Regions from separate parts of the Mus musculus genome. Here region 1 is linked to region 2. The links are chromatin contacts, called in public HiChIP or PLAC-seq maps. All regions are on one chromosome and are shown on one strand. Each heading gives the region's core, a stretch centred on a gene start, on an enhancer-like site or on the middle of the called end of the contact. The rest is flanking DNA. Distances are from core to core; before and after follow the strand shown.

Evidence for each region. HiChIP or PLAC-seq counts read pairs in DNA pulled down with a chosen protein or histone mark.
Region 1: a contact with region 2 is called in a FOXA1 HiChIP or PLAC-seq map of pancreatic cancer cells. The contact joins two enhancer-like sites. A contact is called at or near these places in 1 of 15 datasets of contacts at CTCF or cohesin (the NIH/3T3 cell line), 1 of 115 datasets of contacts at active chromatin or transcription factors (pancreatic cancer cells) and 1 of 9 other capture datasets (pancreatic islet).

The regions. Positions count from the first base shown.
Region 1 is chr15:27,573,549-27,579,111 of GRCm38.p6, reverse strand. The region is part of intron 8 of Ank (progressive ankylosis); the gene reads right to left. Among named protein-coding and RNA genes, the nearest start is that of Mir7117, 4.8 kb to the right of the region's middle. Within about 2 kb of position 2,816, at least 47 of the 459 cell types and tissues checked have an H3K27ac peak or open chromatin away from gene starts, as enhancers often do. A contact at or near this core is called in pancreatic cancer cells, where this site is marked.
Region 2 is chr15:27,378,183-27,383,777 of GRCm38.p6, reverse strand. No RefSeq gene overlaps it. Among named protein-coding and RNA genes, the nearest start is that of Gm36899, 82 kb to the left of the region's middle. Within about 2 kb of position 2,042, at least 42 of the 459 cell types and tissues checked have an H3K27ac peak or open chromatin away from gene starts, as enhancers often do. A contact at or near this core is called in pancreatic cancer cells, where this site is marked.

The sequences.
Region 1 (5,563 bases), core at 1,567-4,066, 190 kb before region 2:
TGGTTGACCACAGGTAACTGAAACCACAGAAGGAGAATCTGCGGCTAAGGAGGGCTACTGTACTTTATTTTTTCTCTAAAGTACCTGTTAGTGCCTGTAGTTAGAGGTATAAGGACCACCCAGAGATAATACACACCCCTTAATCCCCTCAACTAGTAAATATACTTTCTCTGGTAACAGGTGTGATTAAATGAAGGCCTGTGAAGCAAGACTATCTGGGTGGATCCAGAATGCTTCAGGTTCTAGCTGAGGGCCAATGCACTCCACAGCTGTCAGTTAAGATCCCTCTCCACACAGAAGGGCAGGCCTCTGGCAGCTCTCAGGGACTGGCAAGCAGGTTTTCTTGTCATTTGCCACATAGGCTGTTTCCCAATACTGTCATTCTCTGGGGGCTCAGAAGAGACGACACAATCCCTAAGAACGATTTGGTGGTGCTGTTCAGACCTCTTACTTGAGTCTGAAAAAGTGGCCCATCTGATCCAGAGCTCTGAGAACAGCACCCATGGAACAAAGCCCAGGGCACCTCCCTCTCCAGCCTGGGTTCTAAGGGCAGCTGCACGGGGTCATGCTGAGGCCCTGGCTGTTCAAGCCAGACACCCCGTCTGCTGACCCAAGACGGTGCTGAGTACTTCACATTGTCCCTGACCAAGAGATCTCTCACCGCAGCAAAGGTTCCCCGTGGCATCTTAGCCTTTGGACCAGATGCCCAGGGTCTTTATTGAGCTGGCTTTAACCTAAGCAGCCGAGGATGAGCTGAGTTTCTGATCCGATCTGTTTCTACCTCCGCCATGCTAGGATTATAGGCATAGGTCACCACTCCCAGTTTGTGTAGTGCAGGGGTGTGGCTCTGTGTCGCTAGGGAAGCCGCTCACCAAGTAACCATATCCCCAGCCCTGCATTTCCTGGTTTCTATGTAGACAGGCTGGCTTCAGGCTCACGAGGAGATCTGTCATTTCTGCACCACCATGCCCAACAAGTTAATATGAGAGAGAGACAGACAGACAGACAGATACTGACTTTCAGTTTCGCTGGGTCCTCACCTGCTCTGAGCAAGGAAATCAATCTGTTTCAGGCTTCCAAGGGGAGGGGCAAAGCTCTTACCAGAGCAGCGGCCAGGCACAGCATCCTGTGGTCTCTCTGACAGTTCTCGGGGTTTCAGTGGGGTTGGTCCCAGTCCCTTCTTCCTAATACTGTTCTCTTATCTGCTTCCCGGGATGGGTTTGGGGTTTGTATTTAAATTGTTCTAATAACATATTTTTTTTTCCTCGTAGCCACAGAACATCTTCAAACATGCTTCCTGGAAGTATATTAATTATCTTTCCGCTTCCTCACTCTCGGACAAGCCAAAGGGTTCCTGGTCTAGCTACTTTTCTCTAGGATTATTCTGGTCTTCAGTATTAAGTTGAGGATACCTGTGCAGTCTTGGTAGGCAGTGCCATGCCGTGGTGGGTGATGTGCTGAAACATAACCTCCACTGGGAGACTTTAAGTGGGTGGATGTATAATTTGAACAGTGTTTCAGGTGGGGCTTCAAGGAAGTTATTGGTTAGAGTGGACCCTGGTTGGGGAAAGACCAAACCCAAGCATAAACATACCTCCTGTCTCCTGCTATTTGAGGACCTTGACCACAGAATTCTGAGCCAAAATAAGTCTCTTTTCATTAAAACGTACCAAATTTATGGGCCATGTTATTAGCAATTGGACATATTCTAATACATTTTGTAAGTTTCAAGACAGGAGGCAGGATTTTGCAAGGACCCAGTGGAAGTATACTAAAAGAATAAAAACTAAGCAGTTACCTAAATCTAATCTTGGGGACTGTTGCTCTCAGATTTACACAAACCATCAGCCATGACACAATGAAGCTCCCAAGGGCAGGCCGAGTGCCTCCTGCAGGCTGAGTGCAGCCCCTGTAGAGGAAGGTGCAGAGCTGCCTGCAGTCTGAGTACTTCCTAACTAAGTGCCAAAGATGTCATATGTAACTAAAGAGATGGAAGCTGGAGAGTGGAAGTCTGATGAGTCAACCTTGTGGCCTCAGGTGACCACAAAAAGATTGCTTTCTTGGAGGAACATCAGTAGATTAAATTGCCAGGGTTACAGTGACCAAAGATTTACATCTGGATGTTTTAGAGCAATAGGAAGGGACAGTGGCCCAGGTGTAAGGATACAATTAGGATGGGTGAGGCCAGGCCTCTACAGCAGGAGAACTCATGATAGCCCCAAAGGCTTCTGAGTCTGCATCCACATGTTCCCTTTTATAAGAACACCAGCCACACTGGATTTGGGGCCAAGCTTGCCCATAGAACCTGAACCCCATTTCCAAATAAGGTTGCCTTCTGGGACGGGGGTCAACATTGCAGCATATGAACAGATGCACGTCGTCAACCCATGACAAATAGAGGAGAAAATCCCAGGCATGTTCATGGTCTCCCTCCTTTTTATTAACTGAGAGAGTTAACAGATAAACTACAGCTCAGGCAAGTAACCTAACTGATACCAGTTCCTGCTTCAGGCCCTCGTCTTCACCACGGCTCCGGCAGGTCAGAGTGACATCGATTTTAACTTCGTTTTGTGTACACGTGTGTGCGCATGTGTGTGCAGCCAGGAGTGTATGTGCAGACACGGGAGCCACTGGTTAACAGACACTGTCTCTCATCACTCTTCACCTTGGCTTTGTCCTCTCTGAACCCAGAGCTGGCCCATTTGGCTGGACCCGCTAGGCAGTTAGCCCCAGAGAGGTGTCCCTGCCTGTCCTTCAGACCACTGTGAGCGCCTGTGCATGGCTTTCATGTGGGTGAGATCAATAACTTCTCTTTGAAGAACCAGACCCTAAATTCCAACAGGTCCTGAGCTCAGATGCCCTTGTATCTACTATGGCATTCCAACGGGTCTGCTTCTTCCTCTGTCGTAGGTGGCAGTGACATACTCAGCTCACACCTGCCTTCTTCCCCAAGCAGCTCTGACTAGTTGAAGCTGAGGGCTTGGTTCTCATGTGAACAATGGGATACAGTGTGGAGGCCTGGCAGTCCTCCAAACTTGGCATGACCCAAGTGCCTTTGCATTCCACACTTGCATTCTTAACATGGGTCAGCTCACCAAAACCCAACCTTAGCCAAAAAACATTATGTCTAATTTACTGGTTTCTAAACTATACATCTGCAGAAATTCATCTGACGTTCACAACCTGTACTGGAAAGGCTCACAGCATCCCAGGGAGTGGGGGAGAGCTTTCTGGTTTGGGGGCTCCTCACCCTGCTGTTTTATGCACACCTATACCTCTGTCATTCTGTCCGTCTTCCCGTGGCAACCTCCCGTCTCTGACAAATCGACCGTTCCTCCCTCTCACCATCTTACCCTCTCCACTGTCTCCTCCCCATGATCCTTGCTTTCTAAGTGTCTGACTTTCATGGGGTCTGGCATTCAGGGGGTGTTGGGATGGCTGCGTAGGTTGTCCACTGCCCAGAAGTGCCTTGCCAGCTCCACCTGCCAAGATCCATTTGGATCGTTGCCTCTCTCCACTGTGTACAAAGGGGCCAGAGAAGGCCCCCAAGTCAGCCAAGTCCCTGCTTTGCATAGATTCTTTTCCACTTCTCCTGGAGAAGAGGGGCCCTGTTCTTGGCACCAGCTCCCCAAAACTAAAGCAGTGGAGAATCTAAAAAGAGAAATGCCCAGTGCTCTTAAAGGGCCATTTGTGAGGTCAGATGGAGGCCAGTCTACTGTTAGCAGCCGAAGCTGTTAGAGATCCTCTGTTCACCCACGATTTGTTGAGTCAGGAAGAGTTCAAAGGAGAAGGGATCCCCAAACGAGATTTGAATTAATGAGAAGAATTCTGTAAATTTAGCAGCCATATCTACTGGCTTTTATGGAGCTGGCCTAGGTTGTGGAAACAGGTGCTCTGACATCTGTTTCTGTGACACCTGTGCCCCGGCAGTATGACTGGGAAGACATGTGCCACTCTGGTGAGTGATTTTTTTTTTTACTTCAGCCCCAAATCTAGAGCCCATCAGGAAGTATGACAAGCATTGTGGGCATGCGTGAGGGAGAGCTTCGTGGGCATGCATGTGGTAAAAGCTTTGCAGGTATGCATGTGGGAGAGCTTCATGGGCATGTGTGTGGGACAGTTTCGCGGGCATGCGTGTGGGAGAGCTTTGTGGGCATATATCAGTAAGGATTTTCAGCCCAGGTTAGCCAGTTCCTTCCCCAGCAAGAGAAGTCTCCCTCATTGCCTGCTCGAGACTATCCTCTCCTCATGCTCACAACATAGTCTATCGAGATGAACAGCCTTCTAGGACTCACTAGTTGTCACAGGACTTAATAGTCACAAATGTGAAAGCAACTGTGGGTTCTGACAAAGTGGCAACTACACACATGGCTACCTATTCTTTGTGTTTGGCTCCGTATCTGGACCACTAGTTTGCACTTTAACCCCTCCTGTATGGCTACTGTACAGCATCCTCACAAGCAAACATCCCCTTGATACAGTTCTTGTGAATTTTTGTCCTCTTTTCTTTAGATAGCAGCTTGTGGGGATCCAGTCAAGTTGCTAATCCCAGTCTATTCCCTCCTTGTTCTTAGGGGATTAATTATCTGGCAATCTACTCTTTTGGACTGGGCCTTTGAGACCCACCAAAGATTCCAAACCTTTCTTTTATCTCACTGATCAGGTGGTCTGCAGACTAGACTGTTCTCCTATGAGGCATGATCGGAAGCATGAACAGCAGGATGCTAACATGTTACAGCAGCAAACGCTGTTTCCCTGCCTCACTCTCCTCCTGAATTCACTTCCTCACACAGAGCAGGCCCCATAGTGAGAGGTGGCAGCTGATTGGCTGATTCGTAGGTTATCATGGATGGGTAATGTAGCTCTAGGTTATGTAGATTTGCTTGTGAATGGCAAGAGAGTCAGACGACCAGTAGATGTGGAAGAATTAATGTGTCATGTGATATTACAAGGCACACACACACACACCCTGACAGTTAAAGGTTCGGTTTAGAACAACCTAATTTTACATTTTCTACATAAATTTTTACATAGAAAATTTAGCGTCAACTCCTCCAGCCAAGATGTTGGATCAACAGACTGAACCGAGCCACAAATTCAAATACTGTCACTTATAATGTAAAAAAAACTCTGTGCTTGGGTAGAGTCACTTATTCTAACTTGTTTCTTTTTCTGAAAATTAAAATCTTTTAAATCCTCATCTCCAAATCTCCTTCCAATAAGGGCTTCTGCATCCTTATGTCTAAGGTGGTCTCACACCGAGAGATCTGGGATTAAACATAAGAAATCAACATCTGCCTGGGAGAGAGTTATAAGTATTTCTCCAGATCCTGTCATTATTTTAAACTTGCTAAAGATCAAGTTTACAGAGGTTCAAATTATTGGCCATGAATCATAGTGAGGAAGGCTCTTCTCCTCTCAGGGGCGTGGGGTGTCCTCCATCACTCAAGCCCAGCTATGAGAAGGTATGTCCACATAAGAGAAGGTAGGTTGAGCCTTCGAGCCCCGAACTGTTGGCTCTGAGCAGATTAGGCTCAGTCCCAAAATCTGGCTTCAAGTCATC
Region 2 (5,595 bases), core at 793-3,292:
AACCTTGATCTGTGAAGAAATACAGTATCCATGGGTGTTGGTACTACCTGCCACTCCAGGCATCACTGTGGGTTTAGAGCATATGCAAGTTACTGCAACAAAGGGCATCCATGAGCAGCGGCTTCACACAGATGTAAGTCACAGTGCTTAGTCTGCAGCACTGGAGGCCAGGCTGGAGTTGAAGATCATGCCTTTCCTACTTTGCTACTGACCTCAATACATAGATGCAATAGAGAATGCATTGAGATGCAAATCATAGGACTTGTCTCTTAGGTCATATGATCTCTCTGACTCACAGTACATTTGCTTGGGAGAGAACTTGGGACAGGTCCTAGCTGAATCCCAGGATGCTGGTGGAAACTGGACATATAGGAAATCACTTTGAAAATACTTTTCACAGTGTAAATCAGAGTCACTTTAAATACACGTGTGCCTTTTAGGAAAGATTCTCTCTGCCTTTTAAATGTTTCTTCTTGCTTTTAGAAGTAGAAATGGGGTGGAGGGTATCTTTCCGTCATTCATCCCTGGGTGTTCTTTTATACTTCAAAGACATTGTGGGATTCCTGTTCCTCCCTCCCTTTCTCCCCCTCCCTCTCTCTTTCCCTCCCTCCCCCTCCCCTCTCCTTTATTCATCCATCTACTTCTCCTTCTCTCTTAAGATGTGAGTGGTTTAGTTGGACACACACTTCTTGTCATGTCACCCCTTGTCCTTACCTGACGTTCACAACAGTGGGCTGCCTAGTCTTAAACTTGAAGCAAGGACTCTGAGGTGAGTAAACCTTTTATTTTCATGAGTCAATTTCCTGAGCTATTTTGTAGTAACACAAAGTTGATATTAAAATGTGATTGACCATTCAGGGTAGACTGTGTTCGGAGGAATCACCAACTAAGGCCCTGTCCTGTAAGGCAGACTAGAAGGAAGGCCAGAGCCTCACAACGACACACAAGCTCCATCCAAACTCTGGAGAGTTGCCCCTTTGTGTGGCTGCTCACCTGAGAGTAAAACACATCTGCCATTTCAGACTTCTTGGTTACTCAGGTGGGTTAGTCATGACTCAGAGAAACTTAAATTCTATTTCCTGTTCTGTTGCTACAATTATTTTGAGATTTCAATGAAGATTTTCCCTTGGAGAGACATAAAGGATGGGTTGATGTCTCCATTTTTTTTTTTCAAGCTGGAGTTTCAAGCTTAATATGAATCCATTCATTTCTGTCCAATGTCACCTAAGAACCAGGTGGGTCTTTGGGATGGTCCTTCTTAGTCTCTGGAAATGTAAGTGAATCTCTAATGCCTTTCTAGGTGTTAGTGTGGACTCATCAGTTGGCATCCTGAGAACTCTGAGAGCTTTGATGGTGGTTAGGAGCATTTTTGGTTTTGTTTTGTTTTTGTTTTTCAAGACAGGGTTTCTCTGTGCAGCCCTGGCTGTCCTGGAACTCACTTTGTAGAACAGGCTGGCCTCGAACTCAGAAATCCACCTGCATCTGCCTCCTGAGTGCTGGGATTAAAGGCGTTGTACCACCACACCCGGCAGTTAGGAGCATCTTAAGAATGACATTTTACAGTTGTCTCTTTATTTGTTTATTTCTCCAACTAATCCATCAAAGTTGTCAAAGGGGATGCTGTATGCCATGGTTCTCTCTCATCTGCACATGGAATTTTGAATATAGGTTCTATGGGTCATGACCCCTTTGGGGGATCAAATGACCCTTCCACAGGAGTCACCTAAGATCATTGGAAAACACAGATATTTCTATTATGATCATGACAGCAGCAAAATGACAGTTATGAAGTAGCCACAAAAGTGATTCTATGGTTGGGGTCAGCACAACATGGGGAACTTTAAGGGTCAGTGTGAGGAAGGTTGAGAAACACCACTCTATAGACTCTGGGGTAAAATTCTGGTGATCTCTAGTTAAAAACTTAAGTCTCCCAGACTGTGTGCCTCCCTTTAATCACAATGCCACACTCTGGGTTGTGGTGAGGATTCAATCAGCCAACATCTGGAATGTGTTTAGCCAGTGACTCGTACATAGAAAGAAGCCATTCAGTATGGAAGATTACTCATCATCTCTGGCATCAACAGTAATACAGCACCAAGCGAGAAGGCTGCATATGGGATACCAGTGTCTTTCTACTGCAGTGTGGTAAGGCAGAGAGTGGAAAGACAGCCCCATTAATAGTCCTTTCATCCTTATCAAATATTGATTTTTGGGAACTATGAACAGAGGCAAGGTTTTGAGGTATGGATAAAACGCCATCCATGGTTAATAGTCTTTCACTCTGTACCCATTGTCTGATTTTCAACTAAACTGAGTCAACAGTTTCAGTGAAAGACATTGAGATGAATGCAAACAGCCACCTGGGGAGCTGTACTAGATAGTCAACAGCTGGAGTGAGTGGTCAGGAGGATTCTGGTTGTACCTTCCAGAGGATTACAGAAAATAGTGAGCCTGGGGGGAGGGTCTTGACAAGAAAGAAACTGTGTCAGAAACCTCATTGCTATGTTTTCCTGGGCAACTTGCTGACTGTTGGTAGCTTCAGATGGAACACTGAACACCGGATATCAGTGTTCCATGACACCTGACTGTATAGGGAGTTTTCCTATCTGTCCCTTTAAAGGGGGAAATGCCCATCTGATGAAAAAGAGCGTCAGTGGGTTTCTGTTCTGGATGCAATTTTCTAACTATTTCCTTAGTAAATAAGACAGATGTTTGTTTACTTTGTATCTTCACCTACAAATTCAGTTTCGGGGCAGCTGTTCGTAGTATATGTAACTACAGCCAAGCCAGCATGCAGAAACCTCTCCAGTGTGTTCAGTCTCCTCTAAGAAATGTCTGAGACCCTAAAAGCCTTTCTTTTATGCTGAACCAATCTTCTGGAAAGTTCTTGGTGTGGGCTGGCCTGCCTAGATTGTCCTGTAACTTGCCTCCGAGCACATTTCTTCCTTTTTTTTTTTTTTTTTTTCTAGCTCAGCTTAGAGTTAAGTATTTTGGGCTTCACTAATTTTTACACTTGAGTGGCCATTTAATGTGGCAGCAAGAACGACTCATTGTGCTTATGACAAAGCAGAAAAACTGTCTAGAAAAATATCTACTGGTCATTTAACCATGAGCCATGATTAAGACTTACCCAAGTGGAACAAAGGCCAGTGACTCTTAAGAGGTGCACAGGAGGAAAAGCACTCAGCATTTCCTAGCAGTAACGAATGCGTACAATACCCTCCTCCCTTTTTCACTTTTTTCTTGCTGTGCTGGGACCAGATTCAGGGCCTCTGTGGGTGTTAGATGGGTACTCTACTTCTAAGCTACATGTCCAACCTACCTGACTTATCTTTTAATTTTCTTTTTCTTCTATAGTCCCTCTTTCTCCACTTCCTTCCTTTCCCTCTTCCTCTCCTTCTTCCTCTCCCCCTCTGCCTCCCTTTCCCTCTGCCCCTTCCCCTCCCCCTCCCCTCCTCCGTCTTTCTCTCTTTCTCCCTTCCCTTCCCTTCCCTTCTCTTCCCTTCCCTTCCCTTCTCTTCTCTTCTCTCTCTCTCTCTCTCTCTCTCTCTCTCTCTCTCTCTCTCTCTCTCTCCTTCCTTCCTTCTTTCTTTCTTTCTTTCTTTCTTTCTTTCTTTCTTTCTTTCTTTCTCTCTTTCTTTCTTCCGAGACTGGTCCTACAATGTGTTGATATTCTGTCTAAACTCCACACCCATAGTTACTGGCAACAGCCAGGTAGGCTTGGCCTACTATAAAAGGAGCTGCTTGGCCCCTTCTTTCTCTCTTACTCTCTTGTCTTTCTTACTCTTGCTTCCCACTTGCCCCCTTTCTCCCCTATTCCCCTCCCCCTCTCTCCACATGCTCATGGCTGGCCTCTACTTCTCTACTCCCCCCCTTTCTCTACCTCTTAACTACCCCCCAATGCCCTAAATAAACTCTATTCTCTACTATACCGGTATGTGTCTGGTCCCTCATGGGAAAGAGATGCCTTGACATGGGCCCACTGAGGCACCCCTTCTCCCAAAGCCCACCAGAAGATATTCTTATAGCTCTTTCTCTTTTTATGATCACAAACCATGTAGCCCAGGCTGGCCTAAAACTCACAATCTTCTACCTCGTCCTCCTGAATGCTCAGACTCCAGACAAGCATGCCACCACATACCCAGCTTCTTTATAGGTTTCCTAACTTGTAGTTTTTACTTTTAATATAGATAAGGTGGAGATCTCTGATAGCCGCTAGCCTTTCATTACGATTTGGAATTTAGAAAGATAACAGTAGGTATTCCTCTCATTGAACATTTTGTTCAGCTTCCAAGGGAAAATTAACTTCTCGCAGAGAGCAGTGTGGCTTGAAGGTACAAGGAAGTGAAGTGTACCTGCTGTAATATCCTGAAACAGGTACCTTCATGCCCTCTGTCTCCCCAGGCCCTCTGCATGAACGAAAAGAACACATTTCATAGAGGATGTCCTCCCCTGTGCTCAGAGACCAGGCACCCAGAGTTACAAAGGGCATTTCCTTCATTTTCTTTGTAAAAATACAAACCTATCATATAGAATCAAATGTACCTTTGATCTTAGACATTTTCCTGGGTTATCTTTCACTTCTCAGAATCCACGATCACTCAGTAGTCTGGAAACAGTGACGTCAGCTTGATTGAAAAATAACCTACTGAGTTTGTTAGTGTGCTCTTATTCAGCCAGCAATGCCTGGGAATGAGGTCCGTGCATGTTTACTCTGGTTCAGTTCCATTAGGCAATAATAAAAAATAATAACAGCTAAGGCAAACTGAAAGCCTGAATCTATTTGACGGTAGGAATAATAGTGCCCTTGACTCAGAGGTTTTTCTTTCTGATGTTGCAGTCTCCAGAGACCTGTATGATCCCTAAGTACTCAGAGAGGCAGTGACTAATAGATTGCCTGTCTTTAAGTCCCCAGCCTGACAGCTCCTTACATCTGTCAAGTTAAATATAGTGTGGTTGCTTCACCTTGCTCACCAACATGACATTTATCAAGTCTCATAGAGGTGTAGCTTGGAGAGATGACAAGATCCCTTTTAGTTAACACTGTCCCAGAGTTGACTAAGAATGATGAAATCTAACTGGAGGCTTGTTGTTGTTTATCACTTGGGCCTGTGGTCACCAACACACACCCACACTATCTGGGAAATGTATACTTAAAGAAAGAAGGTTTTGCCGGGCGTGGTGGCGCACGCCTTTAATCCCAGTACTCGGGAGGCAGAGGCAGGCAGATTACTGAGTTTGAGGCCAGCCTGGTCTACAAAGTGAGTTCCAGGACAGCCAGAGCTACACAGAGAAAAAAAATGGCTTTGCCTTAAATGACTTGTGCTTTGAAATGGTGCGATCCCATCAACTAACCTACCTTCATTTTTTTTTAAACCTAGAATTGTTCCTGTCTAAAAGAAAGAAAAGGATGAAAATGGAGCAGAGATTGAAGGAAAGGCAGAGATTGAAGGAAAGGATATCCATTGACCCGCCCAACTTGGAATCCATCCCATTGGACGGCACCAAACCCTTTACTGATGCCATGTTGTGCTTCCAGACAGGAAGTAGGGGTGAGTGGGTGAGTGAGAGGGATGGGTAGGTGGGGGGGGGGAG